Regions from separate parts of the Sus scrofa genome. Here regions 2, 3 and 4 are each linked to region 1. A link is a contact called in public Hi-C, HiChIP or PLAC-seq and promoter capture Hi-C data. All regions are on one chromosome and are shown on one strand. The core of a region is the stretch at or near the end of the contact, and the rest is flanking DNA. Distances in the headings are between cores, read along the strand shown. Region 1 holds the start of IER2 (immediate early response gene 2 protein). Region 2 holds the start of GIPC1 (PDZ domain-containing protein GIPC1). Region 3 holds the start of DNAJB1 (DnaJ heat shock protein family (Hsp40) member B1). Region 4 holds the start of PKN1 (serine/threonine-protein kinase N1).

What was found. Promoter capture Hi-C pulls out the DNA fragments that hold promoters and counts their contacts. Hi-C and Micro-C count contacts between places; a contact is called where the count stands out from the background. HiChIP or PLAC-seq counts read pairs in DNA pulled down with a chosen protein or histone mark.
Region 2: a Hi-C map of skeletal muscle shows a contact between it and region 1, with 3 times the contacts expected there. The contact joins the promoter of GIPC1 here to the promoter of IER2 in region 1. A contact is called at or near these places in 1 of 5 promoter capture datasets (liver) and 2 of 47 Hi-C or Micro-C datasets (skeletal muscle and subcutaneous adipose tissue).
Region 3: a promoter capture Hi-C map of liver shows a contact between it and region 1, with 5 times the contacts expected there. The contact joins the promoter of DNAJB1 here to the promoter of IER2 in region 1. A contact is called at or near these places in 2 of 5 promoter capture datasets (fetal liver and liver) and 2 of 47 Hi-C or Micro-C datasets (liver and skeletal muscle).
Region 4: an H3K27ac HiChIP or PLAC-seq map of skeletal muscle shows a contact between it and region 1, with 5 times the contacts expected there. The contact joins the promoter of PKN1 here to the promoter of IER2 in region 1. A contact is called at or near these places in 2 of 5 promoter capture datasets (fetal liver and liver) and 2 of 2 datasets of contacts at active chromatin or transcription factors (alveolar macrophages and skeletal muscle).

The regions. Positions count from the first base shown.
Region 1 is chr2:65,911,111-65,913,810 of Sscrofa11.1, forward strand. IER2 (immediate early response gene 2 protein) reads right to left here and starts at 1,381. Exons shown (of 1, transcript XM_003123342.4): 1 at 1-1,381. The coding sequence starts at 175.
Region 2 is chr2:64,779,060-64,781,759 of Sscrofa11.1, forward strand. It overlaps GIPC1 (PDZ domain-containing protein GIPC1), which reads left to right and starts at 1,388. Exons shown (of 9, transcript XM_021083696.1): 1 at 1,388-1,498.
Region 3 is chr2:64,760,354-64,763,053 of Sscrofa11.1, forward strand. DNAJB1 (DnaJ heat shock protein family (Hsp40) member B1) reads left to right here and starts at 1,319. Exons shown (of 3, transcript NM_001244430.1): 1 at 1,319-1,653. The coding sequence starts at 1,443.
Region 4 is chr2:64,823,562-64,826,261 of Sscrofa11.1, forward strand. It overlaps PKN1 (serine/threonine-protein kinase N1), which reads right to left and starts at 1,391. Exons shown (of 22, transcript XM_005661233.3): 1 at 1,164-1,391. The coding sequence starts at 1,184.

The DNA of each region.
Region 1 (2,700 bases), core at 131-2,630:
CCTCAGGCTCGTGGGCTTCCACCTTTGCCGAAAGGTAGAGCTCCCGGGCGCTACGCATGACCAGCGACAGCTGCAGACTCCGGTGCAACCGTAGGCCACCGCGCTGCATGCGCGAATGGTACATCTTCCAAACGGACAGGGTCATAATGCGTTGCGCCTCTTTCTGCACTTCCATGACGACTCGACGGCGGGACCGAGGTTTGGCGGGGACTCTGGGCTGGGCAGGGGAGGTGGCAGGTGCACTCCAGACTATGCGTTCGTTCACGCCTCTCTCTGCGGAGATACCCACACTGAGAGACTAGTAGGACGCTCTGCCCGGCCGCCCGCCACCCGGGCCCTTTTGTACCCAGTGTGATGTCACGGAGACGCCCCGCCCAATCAGAGAGCCGCATCCGGGCTTTCCGCAGCGCAGCGGGGCTAGAGACTCCTTAAAGGGACAGGGTGGGATTTACCCTGAGATGAAAAGGGACCCGAACTTGTAGAGGGTGAGCGTTCCCCAGTCCAAGCTGACCTCTCCCGGCGGTATCCTTTCTCAGTGGCCCCAGTGCATCCTTGCGCAGGCCCAGTGTAGGGGGGCCGTAGGTGGGGCTCAGGGCCGACCCACGGGTTGCGTCTGTAGAGCCCAGCGAGCTGGCCTTAGCTTGTAAGTTTCCTTTCGCACCTGGGAAGACCCGGGTTCCAGCCGGTACATCCCCCGTGGGAACAGTGCCTAGCATCTACCAGTCTCTTAATTAACGTTTTTTTGTTGTTAATAACGATGCTAGCAACATTTATTAAGCACTTACTATGTGCCACGCGCTAAAGTCTTTCCTTTCATAAATATGTTATTGATCTCTCACCTCCACTCCGCGGAGGGTAGTTATATCTGATTTCTTCAGGTGGGGAAACCTAGACAAGAGTGATTCGTCCAATATTTGCTAAACAAATAAATGGGCTACTGCGGTGAAACGAGACCGTTTGGGCCTCCAGCCCTCTCCATTCCCCTCCGTATGGAAGCGGTAAGAAGGCGGGACACGCTGGTTGCGTTGCCTTAGAGCAAAGATGCCCACTCCACGGGCGGCGGATGTCTGCAGACACAAGTGCAGTCCAGGCTGCCATCTCTGCGCTCCGCAAGAATCACCCTCCCACTTCGTCTGTTTCCCTAGGCACGAAATCCACCGTGGGCGTGGAACTCGTAAGGCGGAGTACCCAGCCGCAACACAACCCGAGTGAGCACGTGGCTGTGGCCCCCCAAACGACGCAGCGGTGCTCCGCCTCTGCTCCCCAGGAGGCGGAGTTGGGGTAGAAGCTGAAAACTGAACAACTCAGAAATAGAGCAGATAGAAAACAGCCGCCCCACCTTCCGCTTCGCACTACAGTTCCAAGGAAACCTAATTCCAGTTACTCAGGAAAAAAAAAAAAAAAAAAAAAAAGCAATACGGTTCGAATAGTTCCATTCATTCGTGGTGCGGGCCCTTTAAGGGAAGGCTCCACCGCCCCCAACTCTTGCGCGAGCCTTCCCGCCAAGAGATCTGCTAGACTTCCACCACTAAATTTGGAAGTAATGACGTAGAGCGTGCGCGTGAGCCGCTTCCGGCTGCCCATATAAGGACAGGAACCCGGATCTCGATACGGGACAGCCACGGGCTTCTTCCGGGCGGGGGTGGTGCCTTAGCCTCCGGACACGCCCCCTCCGCTCTTTCTCTCCCGGCAGCTAGGGCTGGCTGGAGCCCCCGGTTTCCGGAGCGGCGTTCAGCCCGGCCCACAGAGAGGAAGGAGAAAGTTTCGCTTCCTTCCCTCCGGAGACCGGGAAGATGTGACGCCCCTCCAGAAAAGCCCCTGCTGGCGTGTAGGGGCTACCTCACTGTTCACTCTGACGCCGTATCCCAGAGATCTACACAAAGACCTTGCCAACTCAAGCAGCTACTCCCTGAGGACTCTCATTCTGGTCCCCTCCATGGAGATCCTGCCCCTCCCCTTAAAGTGATCCTCCTTTGCACCTCTGGATCACGCTCAGGTCCCCCATCTCCAACTCTGACACATGGGGGGGTCAATTATTCTCTCTTCTAAAAGACTTCTCCCAAAACCGCTCCCATTCAGCGATCCTGCCATATATTACTCGCTGAGAACGTCCTCATCCCCGCTCCCCCACACTCCCAATCCCACGAAACTCCACAACGACATCCCCCGCCCAGGCGCTGTCTCTGACACACAACAGGGGCGACCTTCTGAGGGTTTCTTAAGATAGCCCGCTCCAAGAATCAGGACCCCACTCGGGCAACGGTCCCCCCCACCAATAAAAAAAAAATGCTTTCTCGGAGACCCCACACATAAAGGTTCTGTCGCACAGGCGGCCACCCTGAGTCCCTCTCCAGACATTCCCTGGTCCCACTCCACGCGCAAAGGACTTCATTGCAGGCTATCTTCAGAGTTGCCCCCACCACACTCCCTCCCACGACCCCCAGGTCGCACCCAGAAAGATCCTACCCTCCAGAAGCATTTCCAGGGCCCCCATCCAGGGCCATCCTGCCCCGGGATGCTTCCCTCCTCCGCAGGAAAAAAAGAGGAGGGGTAAATCAAACAGAACTCGTCACAGAATGCCTGCAGTTCACCCTGGCCCCGCGGGAAGGTGGAGAGACCACCCATCCCCATACTGCTCCCCAAACCTGTCACACCTGACCCTGGGCTGGAACCATCTTCCAGGACAGGATCTAGGTGCAG
Region 2 (2,700 bases), core at 138-2,637, 1.1 Mb before region 1:
TGAGACTGAATACCCACTTCTCCATCGACAAGCATTGCCTGAATCAATCATTCCTCTGTTTGTTGCAAAATGGTGATTTTTTTCAAACACAGCATTTGCTTTTTCATGTCTTAGTTGGCATTCCAGAATTATTTCCCCACCCCCACCCCCTAAAAGGGGCAGAGGTAGCACTCAAATCTGACCTCCTCACCCACTGAGCCTCCTAGCTTCTTGAGCTATAAAATCAAGTATGTTGTGGTCTCTGCACGTGGGTGGAAAAGTAATTTTCTAAATTTAAAGCAAGGTGTAGAAAAGACAAGTATATTGAAGCAAGAGACACTGTTAACACATCAGGTCGACTTCCTGATATTCAGGGAGAGCAGACCCTGGGGGCATGGTTGTGTCTGTTTTTATAGCCCAAAGACAAAGAAGCGGTCTTGCCATACACCTGAGGACCTAGTGATTGGTTGGAGAAGAATGAGGTCTTCTGATACACTTGCTGGTTGGTTGGGGAAAGACAGGGTCTTTGGATACACCTGCTGGTAGTTTGGGGCCATATGTTGCCCCTAAAGGGGTGGGGTAAGGAGTGGGCTACATACCTTTTCTAGTGGGGGGCAGGAAGGAGTAGGCCAGGTTGATCAAGGGGAAGAGGTGAGGAGTGGGCCACATACCTTTCCTAGTAGGGAGCAAGAAGTAGGCCAAGTTGCTGGGGTGGGGAGGTCCTTACGAACATTGTAACAGTTACAGTGAGACAGGTGGGATGATAAGGGTTTGGTAATTCTTATCTTGGCTGGAGGCTTTTTGAATTTTATTTCCTTGGAGAAACTTTGAAGTCCCACAAAGTAGGAAGGAGATGCCCCGTGTTGCTCTGTGCCCCTGCCCTCACCCCTCCCTGGGCACTTCTTCATCAACAGGTAGAATCATGTGGATTCCGCTCAGGACTCTGCTGTGCCCACAGCCCACATACTGTCCTCTCCAGGTGTTTAGGAAGCAGCTTAGATGCCAGGCATAAGCAGGGCAGTGGACACAGTCCCAGAGAGGGCACAGGCCTAGCCAGAGGCAACTGATCGCTCAGTGGGCGTGGCAGAGGTCAGCAGAACAGGAAGAGAAGGACATTAGCTGTCCCTGTTGCCTCTGCAGTCTCGGTATTTGCCAGCTGGGTGGGGCTGCCTGGGCAGACCTCAGCAGCTAAGTCCAGGGCTCAAGCTCCCTTTTTACTTTGTCCTTCTGCAGGCCCTAGCAGGGCTGGAACGCTCAGCATCTCATCCAGGGAACTGCAAAGAGCCAATCGTTCAATGAGGGTTGAGAAGTTAGGTCTCCAAGAACTACAATTCCCAGAACACACAGTGAACTACGGTCCAGCCCCAGCTGCCTGAGTGGCTGGCTTGTTCCTGGAACAAGGGAATCTCACCTGTCCTGGGAACTGAGCTTCCTGGCCTGGGCAAGTTGTGTTGGTATCTTTGTTTCTTGGACCTGCTCCTGCCTGAGAAATCCTGGTTACAAGCCAAACCTGGAGATGGTGAGATTACCCAGTTCTTTTACCTACACATATGTACGGAGACCCTGCTCTGTGCCAGTCTGGGGCTGGAGGTGGGGGTAGGGAGGCGGAGAACAGTCAGATGTAAGAAACTGAGGACAGAGGCTTGGGTTGGCTGGGTATCCCTTTGTAATCCAGCACATAGTATGTGCTCAATAAATATTCGCTGGTCAACCAACGAGCGAACAGGGCATCTTGCCCTTTCACCCTGCTTTGCTAGCTCCTACAGTACTGTACTCTCCTAAAGCGTGCTGTATCTTTCTGTCCGCCCTCTAAGTCTTTGCACGCGCTGTTCCTTCTACCAGGAGCACATTCTTTCAGCTTACTCATCAGTGTGTCTGTAGAGATAGGACAGAGACTGGCACGGACCAGGGGCACATTAAATATTTGATAAGTGGATGAATGAATGAATGCCCTTGTCCATTGTCCATCCAAGATGCAGGGACACTCGGGACCCTCCCTATTCATCTCAGTCTCCCGCCTGCCCGCTCGGAATGAATGCGTGTTTTTATCCACCCCGAGGATGGCCACGCAGGGGCAGGGGCAGGCCGGGCGGAGGACTGGATCTGAAGCTGCCCTTGGCTCCCTCCCGGATTTCCTAGCGGGTCCGTTTTCTGGACTTCGGCAGTTTTCATCCTCTCTGCGAAACTCAGTCTCGGTCTCCTGACTCCCAAGACTAGCCCCCAGCTTCTTACCAGCCACAGCACCCCACCCGGACACTCAGCGAACAGCACGTGGTCCAGGAGTCCCAGCTTTCCATTGGCCACTGGCCTCCTTCCTTCTCTGAGATTGGCCGGGGCCCAGCCGCAGCTCCCCCCTCCGCAGCCTTGCGGTGGTACAGCCCGCCGCGGCTTAGGAGGGGCGGGAAGATCCAATGCTCCGTGGCGCGGGGGAGGTGTCGTGAAGAGCCGGGCGAGGCTCAGGGATCCCTCTGGAATGTTTCCTTCGGTTCCACCCGGAGCGGGGGGCGTGGAGCCGATTGGCCGCGAACGCCGAGCGGCCGCTCCTGATTGGCCGGACGCGGGCACAGGCCCCGCCCCCTGGCTGTGCTGCTGGAGAGGCCCGGGCCAGAGTTTGCCGAGGGCCAAGCAGGGCGCGCGCTGGGAGGCGGCAATGCAGGTGAGTGTCCCCTGCGGGCGGTGCGCATCGCGGCGGCTCGAGGGACCCTAGCGCGGATCCGTGGG
Region 3 (2,700 bases), core at 69-2,568, 1.2 Mb before region 1:
CAAATCCTTAACTCATTAAGCAAGGCCAGGGATGGAATCCGCAACCTCATGGTTCCTAGTTACACGATGGGAACTCGTGGAGTGCAGGTTCAGTCCTTGGCCAGGGAACTTCTATATGCCGCCTGTGGCCAAACAAATAAAAAAACATAGCCGGGAATATTTAGGAAGAGTCAGACTGTTCTGACACTGAGACTCAGCACTGACAGAGGTCAGGCCCTGCTCTGATAGTGATCAAAGGCTGGGGGGGGGGTGACATTTAGCATGAAAACCAAGGAACAAGATAATTCCAAATTTCAGTGGGAGGTATTCTTGAGAAAATGGTAATAAAGCAAAAGGCTTGAGGGGTTAGACTGAGGAGACCTCTCCAGGGAGGTAAGCTTTGGTCCAGGGTCCTTGGCTCGCTTTACAGGGTCGGTATGGGTGAGGAGAGGGACAGTTCTGGGGCTCCCAACACTGAGGGTGAGTGGGGTTTTTTTTTTTGTTTTTGGTTTTTTTTTTTGCTTTTTGGGGCCCCACCCGCGGCACATGGCTCCACCCGATCAAATCCACAACCTCATGTCTCCCAGTCGGATGCGATTCCGCTGCGCCACGACCGGTAGGGGGGTATTTTTATTCCCGGATGGAAGCAGGTATCTGGGACAAGGAGCGATTAGGCAACTAGCCTTGAATCACCTGGCGTAAACTGATTCTCCCGCCCAGCGAGATGGGGGAAGGAAGCACCTCCTAGGGGAAGGGCGGGGCCTTTCGCAGCCCGGGGCCTTTCGCAGCCCCGCCCTACTCGAAGCACCGCATTTTTTTTTTTTTTTTTTTTTTTTTTTGTCTCCTCTAGGGCCGCACTGAGACATATGGAGATTTCCAGGCTAGGGGGTCCAATCGGAGCTGTAGCCGCCAGCCTGCGCCAGAGCCACAGCAACGCGGGATCCGAACCACGTCTGCGACCTACACCACAGCTCACGGAATCCCTGGATCCTTAACCCACTGAGCGAGGACAGGGATCCTAGTCAGATTCGTTAACCACTGAGCCAAGACTGGAACATCGAAGCACCCGCACTTTAACCTGTTGACCCAGGCAGGGGCGGAGTACGCGGCAGGCCCGGTCCCCGGAAGCACTGAAGCAAGGTCGCTATTGGTTCCCTCAGAGAGTGGGCGGGGCCTCAGACGCCCAGTGCCCGCGCTGCGGCGAAGCGTTGCCTAGGGCGGAGCGGGAAGGGGTGTGGCCACGCGCGGGCAGCCGTTGGCGGCGCGTCCCCGCCCCGGATGTCGCGCGTCGCAACCTGGGCAGCGACGATTGGTCGGAGCCGCGTGGGGGGCGGGGCGGAAGGTTCTGGAGGGGGCTGGCGGGCTCTGGAAGCTTCCGCCGGACGGGTATATAGAGTCCGGGACGGGGCGGTGGCGGAGCCGGGGTACGGCGACAGCTGGGCGGCAGGCCGCAGGCGGGGGCAATGGGCAAAGACTATTATCAGACGCTGGGCCTGGCCCGCGGTGCCTCGGACGAGGAGATCAAGAGAGCCTACCGCCGTCAAGCGCTGCGTTACCACCCGGACAAGAACAAGGAGCCCGGCGCCGAGGAGAAGTTCAAGGAGATCGCCGAGGCCTACGACGTGCTCAGCGACCCGCGCAAGCGCGAGATCTTCGACCGCTACGGGGAGGAAGGTGTGTGCGCGCGCGCAACTGGGGGTGCGCCACCGCTGTTTGACAGGCGGAGAGATCGAGGCACTGCGGTACCCCGGCGGCGTCCCCGGGGTAGCGCTAAGGGACCGGGGGACGAGCAGCCCCCGCCTTTTGGCCAAACAGGCCTCCGCCCTCGATTGGCGGCCTCCCGATGGGAGGAGGAGTCCTGGCCGCGCTGCTCGCCCAGAAGCTTCTAGTATGTCTGGGGCCGCCCGTCTCCGCCCACGTCCGCGATCCGTCGGTGGGGGAGAGGGTGCAGAAGGAGAGGGGGTAGAGTGCGCAGCCTTGATGATGGCGCTGCGGCCCCTCGGGCGCTGGGCTCACCTGGGCGAGGTGAGAGCCTCTGCCAGCCCAGGGTGCAGGGCGAGGCCTCTGGCTGAGCGCCGGGCGCAGGCTGCTTGCAGTGAGCTTGCAAATGAGAGTGCCAATTAGCGCCCAGCGACCTCCCGGGCGTCTTTGAGGGTGGAGTGAGGTAATCCCTGTAAAATGCTTACCTAGCCCCGTGCCAGACACGTAGTCGGTGGTCAAGGTGCAAGGAGCAGTAGGGCCCGCCTCTGCCCGGCCTCACCAGGATAGCTCTCTTGGGGAGGCGGGGGAGCGGGAGGAGAAGCTTTCTTGTTGTCCAGCTGCCTGTTGATGACTCAGATTGGTTTCTCGGTTTGGTCTTAAGAAAGAAATGACTTTTTATATATAAGAATGGTGGCACTTAGTGTCAGAGCGTGAGAATTTGAAATCTCCGATTGCTGTTTCACCTTCATTTCTACTCTCCCTACAGTCTCTAGCTCTAAAGTATTTCAGAGTAAACATTTGGTGAAAACTGACCCTGGATCACACCTTTTTCATTGGCTGTCTTGAGTTCTTTGTACTCCTTGTAACATTGTAGGAAAGATGGGTCACTCAAATGTGAAGACCTAGGTGGTGGCCCCAAGAGATGGCCATCTTAGAGCTCGAGCCCGTCTCCACTGTCAGGCCACAGTGAACTAACTACCTGTGGGTGATGGTGGTTCTGTTTTTGAGACTGCAAGTGGG
Region 4 (2,700 bases), core at 141-2,640, 1.1 Mb before region 1:
ATTCCTAAACAGCTCTCCCAGAGCTGAGGGGTAGAGGCAGGGACCCCGGCCCTCCCCAGCCCCAAGATCTGACCTTGTGTGATCTGCAACACCAGATACGCCCAGCTCCTCGGCAAGGCTGGCAGGCCATCAGCAGGACTGGGGTGGGGGCACAGGGGGTCATGGGGGGAGAGACACGGAGGGATATGGGGGCAGGTGCAGAAGGAGACGAGAACCCAGTTACACAGCAACCACAGGACGATGGAGGGATGTTGAGGCACTAATAGGAGCACCAGAGGTAGAAGACGTCTCAGATTTGGGTCACTGAACCAAAGAAGGTCAGAAGTCACCCTGGCCCTGATTGTTAAAGATGGAGAAGGTGAGTCCAGGGCTGTGATGTCCACAAGGTGGCACAAGGAGAAGCTGGCTGGGGCAGCAGGTTGGTGCTGGTCACCTGTGCCTCTGTGTCTGTATATTTGTGTGTTTGCAGGGGTGATCCAACCCTGCCACCCATGCTCAGGTCAGATTCCAGGTATAAGAAAATCCCCAGTCTGGACCTGGACATTCCCCACCTGGGATAAGGTTCCACCTGGCAGCCAGAAGGCTGGCTGGGTGAGTTCCCCATTCTGCGATCTAATGAGGCGACCCAGGCACTTCCGCCAACAGGTGCCAATCTGGGTGGCGTCGGGACCATCATAAAGCTCTGTCTGGAAGCTGGGGCCACTGGAGCTTTGTTGTGTAGGGGAGGGGAATGGGCCGGGCAGCCTCCTCCTCTCCAGGGGCACAATGCCAGACACCTGCCCAGGTGGAGCGGCACCTGTCTGGAACCGAACGCTGAGGAGGGAGAACAAGTGGCAGGGGGCACCAGGCACCAGGATGCACAGCCGGCCACAGACACCCGAAATGGAGCCTCTGCCGCGCCCCCTCTAATTCTCGGGGAAGGGAGGAGCTTGAGGATGCTGTGGGACCTCCCCGCTGCCCCCTCTGTGAGGACCTCCACCTGCGGAGGAGACTGTGGGAGCCCCACCGTGCCGGCCCAGGGAGAAAGCGCCCAGCGCTCGGGGGCGAGGTGAGGGGGAGGGAGGCCGCCCTTACTGCCCCATCCCGGGGGCCCCGGGAGCGTGCGGTCGGGGGTCCCTAGTGCCCGCTGGCCGCCAGGCGGCTGCGGTCGCAGGTGCGCCTACCTGCACAGCGTCGCTGGCCATGTCCACGCGCCACCCGCCAGGGGTCCCCGCGCGGAGGGAGGGGCGGTGAGAGGAGCGCGCGTGCGCCCCGCGCGGGGCGGGGAGGGGGCGGGCGCGGCGCGACCCCCCGGCGCACAGCCGGCTCAGGCCTGCTTTGCTCGGGCCCCGCCTGGCCAGGCCGCCGCGTCCGCGCGCCGCGCCCTCCGGCCCCAGCGGCCGCCGGGCCGGGTCACGTGACCGCGGAGGTCGGCGCCCGGGGAGGGGGCGGGGCCGAGGGGGTGCGGCTCCCGGCGGCCCCTGGGGCTGCGGGGTCCTGCCTGCCGGACACCTCCCCTCATCTGCCGAAAGTACTTTGTCTGCTTCCCCCGCTTTTTCCCCTTTCTGGATCCTCTCGCTGCCCACCGATCCCCCATTTGAGCGCGGGGGAAACCTAAGAAAAGAGTGAGCCACGTTAAAGCGGGGAGCGGTGGAGGCCTTTGGGCCTCTCTGGGCCTCTCAAAAAACAAAAACAATTTATCCCCCTCTGTGTTGCAAGTTCAGGCCTCTTGGACTGGACATTCAAGGGCATTGGAGCTTCCCCATAGGGCTGAAGACAAGATTTGGGCAGACCTAGCTCCGAATCCCAGTGCCCAGTGCCTTGGGGGAGTCCGAAAACCCTGAGAGCAACGTTTGTGAAACGGGAAGGATTTAGCTACCCATTCCTTAGATGTCGATAGCATTAAGACAGTACATGCCAAGTGCTGGGAGCACAGTAGGTGGTTAAGAAAGGTTAGCTGCTGTGATTTTAATATTTTGCCTTTGTTATGAAAAGAGAATTGAACCCTAACTCCGTCACTGACTTGTGGGCCCTCCGGCCGCTGAGCCTCACTTCTCCCTGTTGTAAAATGGGGACCAGCCTCTCTGGGGCTTCTGCATGCAGGTGGCTCTCCACAAAGCACATTCGAGCCCCAGCGGAGGCAGAGGGTGGAGACCGTTGAGGAGCTTCGCTAGGGTCTCCTGGAGTACCTGGAGCGTGCAGCTTGGCTTCTGGCCGACCCTGCACTCCCTTTCAGACCCGGTTGACGGAGCCAAGTCACGATCCCTGGGGCGCGGGGCGGGGAGCGCTCCCTGGCGGCGCCTCAGCATGGGTGTCCTCCTGGGACACGCAGGAGCACGGAGGGCTGCTGGTACCTTGGTTACTCGAAGCTGTGCTTGGTTCGCATTGTCCCAGAGATCCGGGCGCGATGTTTTCTCTTTCCCTTCTTACCTTGGGCGACTCTTTGAGACTGGGTGGTGGTAATGGTTAACAGAGGAGGAGGAGAAATTATACCAACTAGAATCCAACCACTTCTCACACTTACACCGTCTCTAAAGGTTCGGTCCTCATTGTTGTTCACCTGGACCAGTGCAGTCGCCTCCTCTCACACAGAGCCTCCCTCCGTCCCCATAAAGCCCTAGGACGCCTATGAATGCCTGAGTCAGGCCATGTCCCTCTTCTGCCTAGATCCCTCTTTGGCTCCCACCTTCCTCAGAGTAAAAGCGAAGTCCTACCTGCAGC